Linked DNA regions of Xenopus laevis: region 1 is linked to region 2. A link is a contact called in public Hi-C data. All regions are on one chromosome and are shown on one strand. Each heading gives the region's core, a stretch centred on a gene start, on an enhancer-like site or on the middle of the called end of the contact. The rest is flanking DNA. Distances are from core to core; before and after follow the strand shown. Region 1 holds the start of spry1.S (sprouty RTK signaling antagonist 1 S homeolog). Region 2 has its middle 77 kb from the start of LOC121398335.

Region 1 (2,700 bases), core at 78-2,577, 200 kb after region 2:
GATAGGTTTTGTTGAAAATCCGATTTACCATTAACAGTATTAATAAATGAAGCAACAAAGAACCAAATTTGAGAAAAGAGAATAAAAGGGCACCTATTAAACCCCCCTTTTCCTCACCACAAGACTTGTGTTAATGCCTGTGCATGAAAGTATCGGTTACAGTAACATGTATTACTGTGTGATAAAAGCAGAGGTCAATATTAGAACGTTATAAAGGAGAAAAGGAAGTCACGCACACAAACACACACACACACAATCACTCACACACTTTTCCACAATGTGGAAGGAGAAGCTACACGTTCTCCGCTAAAGTCAGGAGGGCTTGCCCTGGCCCCGGGGAACGTCGTCCAGTTTGCAATATACTGTATTTGAGTTCTTGCATCGGCAGCCTGGGCGATTAACTCTGTCGTAACATTCTCGGCACAGTTTTAGACATCCCTTGGCAGGAGGGTAACAGAGCAAGCAGGGTAAGAAGATGGACATTACTCCCATGCAAAGGTACCTTGACCAGCAGTGTGATTGGGTACAAGAGCAAGGATTATCCGCATAAGAGTCACCCTCATCGTCATTGGAACAGTGGTAGAAAGCTGCTTTGACCAGACACATGCAAGTGCTGTATTCCACCATGCTCTCCGCAGAGCACAGACATTGCCTGTTACAAGCCAGGCACGAGGGCAGGGTCCTTGGAGCAGTGCAGTCTCCACATTTACACTTCCCACACTGTTCACAGATAAACCGGTGTTGCGAATAATCCATTTTTATTGAGCTCTTTAGGTCCTCCACAGGCAAAGCACTGGCCTTGGGTTGCATTCGGACTATCCTTTCAGTCCTGTGACCAGAGGCTGATCTGGGTGGTGGGCATTGCCCCAGGAGTTCTTGCTCAGAAGAAGCACTATTTGTACTAGCAGAACTGGCTGCACTACCAGTGCTAGTAGACCTGCTGAGCCCAGGGGCCCTTCCATTGGGTAGATGTCCTGTGTGAGCCCAGTGAGTGGGCCTGTGCTCATTGTTGTTATTCACATTAATTGGTATGATTTCATGAGTCCGTTCTTGCTTAATGTGCCTCGGTACAGTTTTTGGTCCAGTCTTTTTTACCATGGATGGGCCTTCCGTGTACTCATTCCTGCTCCGGAGAGCTTTGATCTGATCCAAGGACAAGATAGCCGTCGGCTGAACCTCCCGTTCATAATCGAACCGTTGCCGGCTGTCTAAAGATGGCTGCTGTATCACGACTAATGAACCACCAATGCCATGTTGACTTTGTAGCTCCATCTGTAGTGATCTTGATTTCTGGCATTCAACGTGAACTTGGCATGCATCTGAAAACCTGCCAATCGAATCACAACAAAAAGATAAATATTTGTGAACAGCATTCTGGGGGATAACATAAAGGTACAAATACAAATACAGTAGAACCCCCATTTTACGTTTTTCAGGGGATCAGAAAAAATGGTGTAAAATCAAGAACAATGTAAAAGCAGGGAAATGTATTATGCATAATATATCGGTGGAACCACAAAACAACAACAATGTAAAATTAGGGAAAACTTGAAATCAGGTGATGTAAAATTGAGGTTCTACTGTAATCTCAAGAAATATCAGATGACAGCATGGCGAATTACTGCACCCCTACCCCCCATATTTAATGTACCCCTGACTACAATTAGATAATGTCAAACTCTGGCCGCGTATGAAAGTCATTGTGTGTGACGGGACCCATGTCTGTTGTGCACGATGCAACTGGTTCAGGAAAAACACAAAGCCTCCAGATACTGTAACATTACAGTCACGGCACAGAGCTCTTCTTGTTTTGCTACTGTACTTGCTAACAAAGCCACATATAATGATTTATTGGTAATGGGAATTTATGGGGGGAGGGTAGATATAGATCTCCAACAGAGGAGCATTTTACTCAAGTAACAACTTTATAAGAAAGTCACCAATCACTGGAAGGGCTGAAGTATATCGCCTGGAAATTCAGTGTTTGATTGCAAAGGTCGGGAAGGTATTCTTGTTTAAAGCAAATGTAACTGTTTTAGTTGTGCCATAGAGATAAAATAATGTGGCAGACTCCTGTCATTTAATCTTCCCCTCAGCAGCAGCTCTCAGCAAGCAAAACAAAGGGAGAAAAGAGATAAATAAGAGACAAAAGGGGAAGTTAAAGTCTGTAGCTCTAACCTCCTACTTATCTGTTCCAGTGATTCCCTAAGCACCAGTATTGCAGTGCAGGCACAGAGTCGGATCTTTAGGTTGAATGTACATTCCCAAGGCCAGAGGACAGGCAGATGCAGAGAATTGGGGTGATGGCAGCTGCACCCAAACTACAGATGCTGGCCCTGTGCACAGTAACTGCCACACTAACAACAAATCCCACAGTTTAGGGGTGTCACACCTCCAGGTGCACAATGTACACAAGCCATTGAAGAAAAGGAAAATCGCACGAACTGCTGCGCTGAAAATAACCAATATGCGCCAGATGGATGGAGAGCCCTGCTCCAAGATAAACATGCGGAATGGGCAAAGCTACGTAGAGGCTGGGGGAGAAGGAGATACAGATCGGGGCGGTCTACACAGACAATCCGAATGATCAGCAAAGGAAGGAAAAAGTTATGAATGAAAAACAAACCGTGACAGTGAGAAGGAGGAGGGGGAGATGCGCTCTGGCGCTGATCACCACAGGGGGGCGGATTTTGCGCACAT
Region 2 (2,700 bases), core at 71-2,570:
GGAAAACCCTGTGCGGATTTGGTCGGAGTAAAATAATGAGATATCTTTGGATTTTCGATAAATAACCCCCACGTCTTGGAAGGTAACAGGTTTTCTGACGGTGTCTTCTCACAATTGGAACTCCAATATTCTAGTGTAGAATACACTGTATTCCTTTTTTTTCATGAGAAGGGGTTTGACAAAAATAAACTAGCCAGGTTTTATTAAAAAAAAAACCAGAGCACATACAGATATTTTTGATTAATGTGCCTCCCTGCATTCTCTCTGTTTCTCAGATGACCCCTTTACTTACATGGTTGCTGAACAACACATCTCTTCCACCATCCACTTCAGCTGCTGATGTTGGGCTTTGGTGGGAGCCAGTCCTGATAGGCTGAGGCATTGTTTCAGTTCTCAGCCTACTCACTAATCTGCTCCCCTAAGTCTAAGTGATAGATTCAAGTAGCTGGTGCAGGAACTCTGATGCTCAATATCCCAAGTCAATATGTGGGCAGGTGGGCACAGACAAAATGACCATCCCTTGGGTACTCCAGTTTCCTTCCACACCCCTAAACTAATGAAACATGTTAATTAATAAAACTGGCTATACTGTGTGTGTGCCATATGGACCTTAGACTGCAAGCTCCACTGGGATAGAATGATGTATAATCTCTGTAATGTACTGTTGTTGCAATATAAATGCATAATAATACTCTTTATAAACAACATAAGTGAAAAATTGTGCTAAAAGGAAGCCTGGACTTAGGGGGAGATTTATCAAGGGTTGAATTTCGAAGTAATGGGAGTTTTCTTGAACTCCCATAACTTCGAAATTCAAATGAAAAAAGTCCAACAGAAATTTATTAAAAAAATCAAAGTTTTTTTTCCGGTTGAATAGGCTGTATTCGATTGTTCGAATTAAGATCGTATTCGATTGAATTAGATTCAAAGTATTTTTGAAAAAAAGAGTTTGATTTTTCAAAATCCACCAGTTAACTTCAAATAGGATCTAGGAGGTTCAACCTTAGGCTAAAACAGCAATTTTAGATGGCAAATGGTGGAAGTCGAATTTTTAAAGAGACAGTACATGATAAATTTTGATATAGTATACTATAGTTCAAAATTCAAATTTTTTTACTTCGAATTTTCAATTCAACCCTTGATAAATCTGCCCCTTAATGTCTGGTCTATAGCATATGTAAAGCAAAGGGCTGCAGTGCACTGAAGCTTCTAATAACAAGAACACTGGGTGCATTTATGTTATGTACCAAAATATAGGCACAACCGTAATACTCAGTACACTGTAAATAAAACACCTGATGCTAACTCTCAAAGAAATAGTCTTTTTTTTAAAAAACACTTTTCTATTGAAGAGCATACATATTTAAAGGGATCCTGTCATCAGAAAACATGTTTTTTTCAAAACGCATCAGTTAATAGTGCTACTCCAGCAGACTTCTGCACTGAAATCCATTTCTCAAAAGAGCAAACAGTTTTTTTTATATTGAATTTTGAAATCTTACATGGGGCTAGACATTTTGTCGATTTTCCAACTGCCCCATGTCATGTGACTTGTGCCTGCACTTTAGGAGAGAAATGCTTTCTGGCAGGCTGCTGTTTTTCCTTCTCAATGTAACTGAATGTGTCTCAGTGGGACATGGGTTTTTACTATTGAGTGTTGTTCTTAGATCTACCAGGCAGCTGTTATCTTGTGTTAGGGAGCTGCTATCTGGTTACCTTCCCATTGTTCTTTTGTTTGGCTGCTGGGGGGTAAAGGGAGGGAGGTGATAGCACTCCCAACTTGCAGTACAGCAGTAAAGAGTGATTGAAGTTTATCAGAGCACAAGTCACGTGACTTGGGGCAGCTGGGAAATTGACAATATGTCTAGCCCATGTCAGATTTCAAAATTGAATATAAACAAATCTGTTTGTTCTTTTAAGAAATGGATTTCAGTGCAGCATTCTGCTGGAGAAGCACTATAAACTGATTCATTTTGAAAAATTTTTTTTCCCATGACAGTATCCCAGCTTTTGCAGTGGCAACTTTATCGGTCTCCATACAACAGAAGGCCAGGTACAGCTTCCTGTTCAGCTGAGCTAGATTCAATGATAAGACTACAAAGGAAATTAGCTTTCCAATACACACTTTTCTAAGGAACAGATAATACAAGTGCATTTGTGCATGTTACAATACACTCTTTTATGCTGAACAGTGTGTGGTTTCGCTGTAGTTTCTATTGACTATTCATGAAAAAAAAGGACAAAGTATGTGCTATTATTTATCTATGCATTATATTTAATTACTAGAAAAGGAAACAGTTGTTCGGAAGATTATAGCCTTGATCACTTCCTCCCTCCATTTCCAGACAAAGCATGGCTCGCTTGGCTAGTGCGTATCCATTTCTGTTCCAGAAAAGAACTATAACAGTGACATAATAAGTAACCAATTGATTTTCTGAGACATCTCTTGCAGCCTATCTGTACACTTGGTAAATCATTGACAGAACTGTTATGTGGGCAGTCATTGGACCTAATGTAGCCTGAATGTCAGCTTGTTAACTCCAGTCTGTTGATCTTTCCACTGAACAAAAATGAAAAAAAAAAAAAATCGTTAAGTTCTGCTGTAGAACTAATTTCTATTTAATCGTTTCAGACCTTTGAAATTACAGTCATTTAGATATTAGGAAAAAAAATATGTGACTGCGAAGTAAAATAATAAAA

What was found. A called contact is a pair of places that touch in the nucleus more often than the background predicts.
Region 1: a contact with region 2 is called in a Hi-C map of the XTC cell line, with 9 times the contacts expected there. The contact joins the promoter of spry1.S here to the enhancer-like site in region 2. A contact is called at or near these places in 2 of 4 Hi-C or Micro-C datasets (the XL177 cell line and the XTC cell line).

What each region holds. Positions count from the first base shown.
Region 1 is chr1S:54,361,186-54,363,885 of Xenopus_laevis_v10.1, forward strand. It overlaps spry1.S (sprouty RTK signaling antagonist 1 S homeolog), which reads right to left and starts at 1,328. Exons shown (of 1, transcript NM_001159681.1): 1 at 246-1,328. The coding sequence starts at 1,272. The coding sequence ends at 313.
Region 2 is chr1S:54,157,966-54,160,665 of Xenopus_laevis_v10.1, forward strand. No RefSeq gene overlaps it. Among protein-coding and RNA genes, the nearest start is that of LOC121398335, 77 kb to the right of the region's middle. Within about 2 kb of position 1,321, at least 1 of the 7 cell types and tissues checked has an H3K27ac peak or open chromatin away from gene starts, as enhancers often do.